Linked DNA regions of Triticum aestivum: region 2 is linked to region 1. Evidence: chromatin contacts called from public HiCAR-type data. All regions are on one chromosome and are shown on one strand. Each heading gives the region's core, a stretch centred on a gene start, on an enhancer-like site or on the middle of the called end of the contact. The rest is flanking DNA. Distances are from core to core; before and after follow the strand shown.

Region 1 (4,363 bases), core at 729-3,228:
ATCGAATTATCTATCTATGGATATGTGTGGGCCTTATAAACCGTAAAAGGATGGAGTATATAAATAGATGATGCATGCTGCATATAGAGATTAAAGGACTATAGTGATCAGTGATCACTTTTCAAACCCACATCCATTTCCTTGATTGTTAATTGATGAAAAATAAAAAATAAACATCCAATGCGGATAATTATTCCTTTTGTGTCGAAATTAATCGATGAAATTGATTGTGGGGGACAACAAGATTTAAAGTTTGCTGAACAGTACAGCGATCGATCTATTGCACAAATATTCTTGCAAAAAGAAGCCCCTTTTTTCACAATCTCATCCACTCAGAGAAAACAAAAACCGTGTCTAGCCTCTTCTTCCACTCTCTCTTCCATACCGCTAGCTTTTCACTGTTTCTAAGGTGATGCATCACTGTCAGGCCGGCTTCACGCACCTGTCGCCAGGATTTTCCCAAGAATATCAAAGTCAGCTTACCCTGGCAGTAGTTAACTGGGAGTAGACACACAAACATGAGTTCTTCTCTAAGTGGTAAATAATAGTATGTATATTTGGAGTAACAAAGTGCAGACAGAACCCTAATTTTCTTCGCATCTGTTGAATTGTTGTCATGCGCTGAATTGGCATCAAGCTAGCCAGCCCATGATCGGATTATCTCAGGGATAAACTAGTGCCCTCACCAGCAGGAGTAGTTAATTGGCCAAGTCTAACAGGCACATGACAAGAGCATTTCTCCCTAGCGTGGCCTTGATTGATTGGACGCGGGAGCACCTTTTGTCCTGTGCAGCCCCCACTCACAAAGCATAGCCAGGATTCCACCTCTCCTCGACGGCGACGTCGCATGCAGGAAAGATTACAGGTGCTACCAAAGCCGGCGGGGCCCTGGCCGTAATGGCGTGTCAATGTGTGCCATGCACCGGGTCGGTTGTGCTGCTGCTCTATTTGTGTTAATCCGCTCGTCGCTTTGGAAGGAAAAAATCTAGCCTGGGGATCGAGGTTGGCCTCACAGTCGACCCGAAAGCATCTGCCGCGGTCGCGATCGGTCGTGTTCGTGTCGCGTGTAGAAAGGAAGAGAAGGACGGGGAAATGAAATTCATTTCTGACGGCGACTGGAAATATAGCGAGGCGGCAAGCGAAACGTCTGCGGGCTAGGAAAATTCATGCTGCGCGTATCTGAAATTCACACCGGCGAGGAGGGGGACTGGCTATCTAGCGCAGTGTTTTGTGTGCATGAAAATTGAAGCGCGGCCGGGCTGAGACGGACGTCGATTGGTACGGCTATGGTGGGTGATAAGCGATCTCTTGATTGCGTGATGTGCTGTTGGTGTCGTTGTGTGGACGGGGGAGGGGGCAGACGAGACGAGATGTGATGATGAGAGGAGGCGACCGGGGCGGCAAGAGAACAAAAACTTGCTTGCTCTCGCCTGCATCCTCACGCTGTCCAGGTTTCCAAGTCGTAATCCGAGCAGTGCAGTTTTGCCGCTTGCAGCGCCGCGCTCGCTATCCGCCTGCCATGCGGTAGCAACGCAGGCAAGGATCATCATCCCGTGGACGCAAGCGCGCCGGCAGCCGCAGCGGCGCGTCGTGCCGGTGAAAACGTATTCTAGTCTACTGCTAGTGCTCTACCAACAGTGGTAGTTTGGGCTGGTGGTAGGTGCGGTGCGGAGTGACTCGCGAGTGTGTCGTGGTTCGCAGCGAATCGGGTGACGGAAAGGAAGCCGCACCTGGAGCCGGAGCCGGGGCCATGGGGCGGGCGGAGGAACAGGAGCAGATGGCAGTGGCTTGGATCGATCGACTGGACCACCAGCCAGCGAGCAAGCGGCGGGTAGGCAACGGGCGCGTCTTCGACCAGTCCGTCCATCGGCGCTTTCCACCAGGGGCCGATCGATTCTGGCATTCTGCTGCTTCGGCCATGTTCCGTGTCCCCCCATCCGACGCCCGCACGTAGTAGTAGTACGTAGGGACCGTCTGCCCCACGCCCCGGTCCAGCCTCGCATCGCTGGCTCTGGCTGCACCGGACGCCGCAGCCACTGCCCCATGATGCTGATGCCTGACGGGACGGCTTGAGCAGTCCAGCAATATCATGTGGCATCACCCATCCGACTCCCTTCCGAGTTTCGGTGCACGGCTCCGTCCGTCCGATCCTTCACCACCGCACGCGTGGTGCCTAAATTTCGTGTTTTGACCTTTTTTCTAAAAATTGATCGAGATCTGACCTTGTCTTGCAAAAATTTCGAAATCTGCCTCTTTTCTTACCATCAGGGTCCACGGCTGTAGGGTATAACAGTCTACGTCCTTCGCGGTAGGGCTACATACTCTACTGGGAAAATTTTCTAAGTATAAAACATAATGCATGCTCGCACCTACCGTCGGGCACTGGCGGTAGGTTTGTACAGGCCAGTAGCCTAATTGACGGTAGGGATGATTCCTACCGCCAAGGTCCTTGACGGTAGGTTGTTACACCAACGGGAATTTATGATTCACGCCAGCTAAAAAAACAATTTATGATTCACCAACGGGGAGAGAATTTCTCTGAGAAAATATGGGAAGAAAAGAAGAAAAAAACAAGAAGAAACAATCGCGGTAGCCTTGTCTCATTTATTACGAGACCTAGCTCCATCTCGTTTGAAGCGCTTGACTGTGCGCTCGTTTGGGGTGTGGGGCTAGTATACTGGCTTTGTGAAGTTTCTACAAACAAGTTTTAGAACCTTTTGTGCAATTTTTTTGCGTTGCATTTTCTTGTTTTTTTCTATATCGCTTTTCTTCCATTTTCCCTATGTGTTTCTCTTTCAGTTTTCATGGTTTTTTGCCAGTTCTGTTATTCATTTTTTTCTGTTTTTTCTAAAATACCCTTAATGTATTACTTAAATAAAGGTTAAACATTTTTCATTTACAGGTTTAACATTTTTCGTATACACATAGAACAATTTTTGAGTACACATTGAACATCTTTAATAGACATTAATTTTTTCACATAGACATTCAACATTTTTCCAACATATTTTGAATCCACGGTGAATCTTTTTAACACATGTTGAACGTTTTTCGTAAATGCCGTGAACATTTCGTTTAAACATGCAAACCATATTTAAGTGTTAGAACATGTTTTCAGTATTGCAATTTTCTTTTTGAATTTCATATAAAAAATTTAAAAAAAACCTCTAACATTCACTTTTACATTATATAAGCATTTTATAAAAATTTCCCATTTTTTTTGAAACCCGTGAACATTTTTTTAATTTCCCGTGCAGTTTTACTGAATGGTAAGGACTTTTTTTATAAAGTAAAATAATATTTTTTACATTTTATAAACTTCTCATGGAAAATGTCACAAACAATTTTTCGAATGGTAAGATTAATTTTTACATAAATTAGCAAACAATTTTTATATTGTATACATTTGATATAATAGGCTGTACATCGCGAACCACATGAATATTGCAACATTACCTTTATTAGAATACATGTCCAACATTTTTAAGATGCATGCTAAACATTTTAAAGTACAAATATAATATTTTAGTAGATGTTAAATAATTTTTAATAGAAATTAAACCTTTTTGTTTAGACAATCAACATTTTCGAGCACATGTGTTAGAATTTTTTTTGTAAATGTAACATTTTTTCATTATTAGTGCATATTTTGTAAAACTTATGCATTTTTTATTTTATAAACATGTGCTTAAACATTTGATGTATTTTACTCTCTGCTAAAAATGTTACAAACATTTTCTGAAATGCCTTGAATTTGTTTGAATGCTTTCATTTTTTTTAATAATTTACAGTCACACTTTTTAAATTGTACAAACATTTTAATAAAAAAATCCAAGAACAATTTTTAAATGTGATGATTTTTTATGCTATCAACATTTTCTTAAAGTTGTGCAAACATATTTTTATTCTCCATGAACATTTTTAAATATATGTTGTATGGTTTAAATATTGAACTGAATTAATTTTTAAAATATTTGTATTTGTTATATTTTCAATAAATAAATAAATAACAAAGAAATGAAGAAGCAAAGAAGAAAGAACAAAGAACAAAGTAGCAAGCAAATAAATAATTAAGATATTAGGCTAGCCATGTATTTGTGATGCAATGTACTCCTTGAGGCGAGATGTCCTTCTGTCTTGCTGCAAGCAAGAACTAGGCGCTCTAAGAAACAACATCCACACATTGATATGTGTCCGGTGTCCTATGTCTCGCGCAGCACACAACTCCACCCTGTAGAGGAGGACACCCTCTAGTAGGCCCAGTGGATACAAAAATCTTATAAAAAATGAATATTTAAGGCGTACCTCCTGCAAAGGTTGCTCCCACCTTTTCTGGTGTTGACAAGTGACACACATACAATGT
Region 2 (4,363 bases), core at 632-3,131, 390 kb before region 1:
GAACCACACCTCGGTCGGTGACTTCCAGGCCGCGAACTCAGACGGGAAGAGTAGGACAATGGAGACGAAGGTGTCTGTGTCCCATGTGGGCGCGTTCGTATCCATGTCTTACTCTTCCTCGTCGGTGGCCTACGACTTCACTTTCCGGAATTCATGGCCGGAGAAGATGCCGGACATGGGGAACAATAAGGACTTCGAGCACAAACGACGACGAAGATTTAGACTAGGTTAACTGTCGGGCGCTTTTGTTTTATGAAATATGTCGGAAAATGTCTTGAATGTGGTCCGATTTAACTGAATACTATCTGTTTTGCATGAAAATTGATTCTGTTTGTTCAAATTTCATTTGAAATGTGTCCGGACAATCCTGTATCCTTGTTAGCGGATAGATATTGTGTTTGTTTTCGGGTCCGCGTTGCAGCAGAAGCAAGATCGAAGATATTTCCAATTGCACCAAGTGCTATTACGGTCGGTTACTGAGCATAATGAAGAAGAAAATATCAAACGGCTAAGGCGTGGAGTGTGAGCTTGGAACTCGAGAAAACAAAATATCTACCTTTTTTCTCGGTGGGGGTACACGGAAAGGAGTGATGAGCACGTACGCAGAGACGCCAACCCGATTTCCCCCTCACTGTGGTAGAATCGCTTTGGGCTGTGCCTCGCCTTTCCCGGTGGTCCACTGACTGCGGAGAAGAGAGAGTGAAAGGAAAAAAAAGAGGCTGTTTTTATACTATTCCTTTGGGCCCACCATCCGTTGTGCTTCTCGCGCTGGCCGGCAAATTTTCGTGTTTTACCCTTTTCTGAAACCTATTCAAGATCTGACCTTAGTTTAATTTTTTTTTAAAATCTGACCCTTTTGCTACCGCCAGAGTCCATGGCGGTAGGGTCTAACAGCCTACCGCCGGAGACTTTGGCGGTAGGAAACATCGCTACTGCCAAACAAGCTGGCGGTAGCCTGCACAACCCTACCGCCTAGATGCTTGACGGTAGGCACGAGCACGCACTGTTTTCATACTTACGAGATTTTTGGCGGTAGGTCATGCAACCCTACCGCCAAGGTCCTTGGCGGTAGGCTGTTATACCCAGTGGCGGAGGTAGGGGGTGGACAAGGTGGGCCGTGGCCCACCCTAAGATCTGAAAATGGCTTCTATAGTACTGTAGCATAAAGGCCAAAAATAGAATATATATATATATATATATTATATATATATATATATATATATATATATATATATATATATATATGTAAATTGCACTATTGGCCCACCCTGGCCCAGTGGGCTAGGTCCGCAACTGGTTATATCCTACCGCCATGGTCCCTGGCGGTAGCAAAAGGGTCAGAACTTAAAAAAAATTCAGACTAGGGTCAGATCTCAAATAGGTTTGAAAAAAGTGTCAAAACACGAAATTTAGCCGCGCTGGCCACACGGACACGACGCACCGGAGGCCTCTACATTCCGCCCTCCCCCATTAAGATTATCTGAACTCTGTCCGAGTATGAGGTGATGCGAAATCGAGCTGGAAATGATCCGTGACGGGAAATCTGATGCGAAATTGAACACGGACACACACTGCTGGCATGTCTCTACTCTACCGCGGCTGAGAGAATCGCCCTCGACCGGCGAAGGGGCCTCGACTCCGTCGTGGTCGAACAACAGAGTAAAAACTTGAACCGTAGACCTCCGGTGGCAACCGATGAGCAACTGTCCAGGGGCCAAAGATGCTGCACCGATTGCGGTGGTGGAGGAGCGCGCGCAAGCTTCTTTGCCAGAAAAGCCGGGGCGACGCGCAGAAGATCCGGCGGTCCATGCGCTGCCCTCCACGCGACGGTGGTGGGCGGGCCTGGCAACTGCGAACGTGGTGCATGTGAGACAAGACACCCGTGGCAGGGGGCTCTGCTGGTGGGCCCGCCCTCTTCGCTCGGCGAAATTACGCCGCCGCCCTCCATGGCTCTTCTCGCTTCGGTCACTTCCGTCCCCGTTTAGTTCATAGGGTGGTAGAAAAATCGTAAGAATAAAAAAGTCATAGGAAATGAGATAACATGTATCTCAAAACCTACAAATAGAAATAAAAAAAAAGATATTTTTTGATTTACACCATAGGAGTTTTTTCATTGAGTCTAGTCTAATGTTTATTTTTCTATAAAATGTGAAGGATAGAAAAAATTTCTTCATAAAAATAAAAATCCATTCCTACAAACCAAAAGACTAATGATTTTTTTTATAAAAATCCTATTGAAATTATTATGACTAACCAAATGCATTAGACTACGCCGTTACACGTGCGGGCGCCCAAGATTACACGTGCACGCGCACCTCGGCGATCGCGTGCAACCAGACAAGACGGCCGGGCCCATGTCAATTTGTTGACAGCATCCATGTCATGGTTTTTCTTCTCTTTTTCCTGAGTTTGTACCGGTTTCCACACGAAAGCATGCAAAAGCGCGAAGCGTACGTGACGGCATGTGTGTGCCGCTTCGGTCGGAACGGCCAAATTGGCTACCTTTTTTTTGAGCATCCAAATTGGCTACCTGCTCTCTTCATCTTCTCCTTCTTTTCGGCGGAGAGAGACGTTTACCGAAACGAATTCTCTTACTCGTGCCAAATGTGGTTGTTTTCATGTGCTAGTTATGTGAAAAAGAAACGCAAGTGTAAATGTCGATCCAGTGGGACTAGACATGCAGCAGGATATTAACAAAAATGGCCGTTATGCCACGGTCCACGTAGACTGAGAGCGACGCCAAGAGCGACACTCTCATGGAAGGTGGCTAGGCTACGTAATACAACAATAACAAACAATAAACTGTATATATAAAGTATACAACGCTATATCGCATATATATAAAGTTATACTATATGGCACCGTCCTCCGGCGGCTCCTCTCTGCCAGCGACCTCGGTTCACTATTAGGAAAAATGCTATACACAGAGGTATAGCAGTAGCGTTGATCAAAACTCGGCGCTAGCGCTACTTAGTAGTAGCGCTTGTTGCAAAACCACGCTACAACCATTATTTTAGCAGTAGCGCGTCTTCACAGAAAAGCGCAACTACTAAAATTTCCTCACTAGTGCCGGTAGGCTAGGAATAGTAGCAGCGGTTTTCCAGAAGCACGCTACTGCTAAAAACAGTGTAGCAACGCGTTTCTGCTGTAGAGCGCTACTGCTATGTAAAAAAAATATAGAAAAATAAGTAGAAAAGTAAATGAAAATGAAAAAAATAGAAAAACGAGAAATAAAAAAATGTAAACAAAACAAAAGAAAAAGAAAACAGAAAGGGTTAGCTGTAGCGCGTTTCTCTGGAACACGCTATAGCTATCTTAGCTATAGCGCGTTTCGGCAAAACGCGCTACTGCTAGTTTGACTCAAATCCCGGCAGCCCGGGCTCAAAATTTCGCTAAGTCCTTTCCCCCCCTCTCTACTCCCCCTGTCCCCCAACTGCTCCATCGCCGCCGTTGCCCTGCCGCCTTCGACCACACCGCCACCACCCGAGGCCGCCTTCGACCACACCGCCGCCACCTGCCGCCTTCGACCACACAGCCGCCGCCCGAGGCCGCCCCCTCGACCTCACAGCCGCCGCCCGAGGCCGTCGTCACCTCACTGTCGCCTCCCTCGAGCTCGCCGCCGCCGCCCTCGACCTCACCGCCGCTGCCCGAACCAGAGCCTGCCCTCGCCGCCGACCGTAAGGCTATGCCTCTCCTGTCCCTACCCTCCTATTTCTCTCTGCTAGGGCAATTATACATATGTTGATACTGTGTTGATGTTCATATGAACCCTAGGTGTTCATATGAACTCTAGATTTTTTTAGGGCAGTAGGCATTTTATAGCATTTAGGAAAAATGATTAGCAATTTTTTTAGGAAATTATCTAGGGAAATTTTTATGAAAATTCCTAAACAGTAATTCCATTTAGCTTTAAACTAATAGAGGGTATATAAATAATAGTAGCATTTAGATTTAAATTAACAGAGTGTATAAACAAAAAACACTTAGCTATAAAAAAATATTTTGACTACGGACCTGAATTTGTTCCAAATTTCATTCAAATGAAATTTGAATTATTTGGACTATGGACCTGAATATTTTTGAAGAAATTGGGTGTAGGTACTAAGGTCTTGCTGTGGAATTTCTGGTGAGGTCAAAAGGGTTAGAGAAAATGTAGTTTCTAGACTTTTAGCTTTAGACAAAAAACAAAAGTATTTAGCTATAAATAAAAAACAATAGCTATGGCATTTAGCTAGAAACAAAAAACAGAATTGTTTTTCTTTTCAAAAACTTGGTCAAACAGAACAGTAGCTATGGCATTTAGATATATGTCATTGATGCTCATTTGCATATTCCATTATTGTTAATTATATCTTTTCATTGA

The links. HiCAR-type assays count read pairs that join an accessible place to other places.
Region 2: a HiCAR-type map of leaf shows a contact between it and region 1, with 6 times the contacts expected there. The contact joins two enhancer-like sites. A contact is called at or near these places in 1 of 5 Hi-C or Micro-C datasets (leaf) and 1 of 1 datasets of contacts at active chromatin or transcription factors (leaf).

The regions. Positions count from the first base shown.
Region 1 is chr6B:576,172,291-576,176,653 of IWGSC CS RefSeq v2.1, reverse strand. No RefSeq gene overlaps it. Among protein-coding and RNA genes, the nearest start is that of LOC123138125, 170 kb to the right of the region's middle. Within about 2 kb of position 1,978, at least 6 of the 8 cell types and tissues checked have an H3K27ac peak or open chromatin away from gene starts, as enhancers often do. A contact at or near this core is called in leaf, where this site is marked.
Region 2 is chr6B:576,564,174-576,568,536 of IWGSC CS RefSeq v2.1, reverse strand. No RefSeq gene overlaps it. Among protein-coding and RNA genes, the nearest start is that of LOC123138126, 200 kb to the right of the region's middle. Within about 2 kb of position 1,881, at least 8 of the 8 cell types and tissues checked have an H3K27ac peak or open chromatin away from gene starts, as enhancers often do. A contact at or near this core is called in leaf, where this site is marked.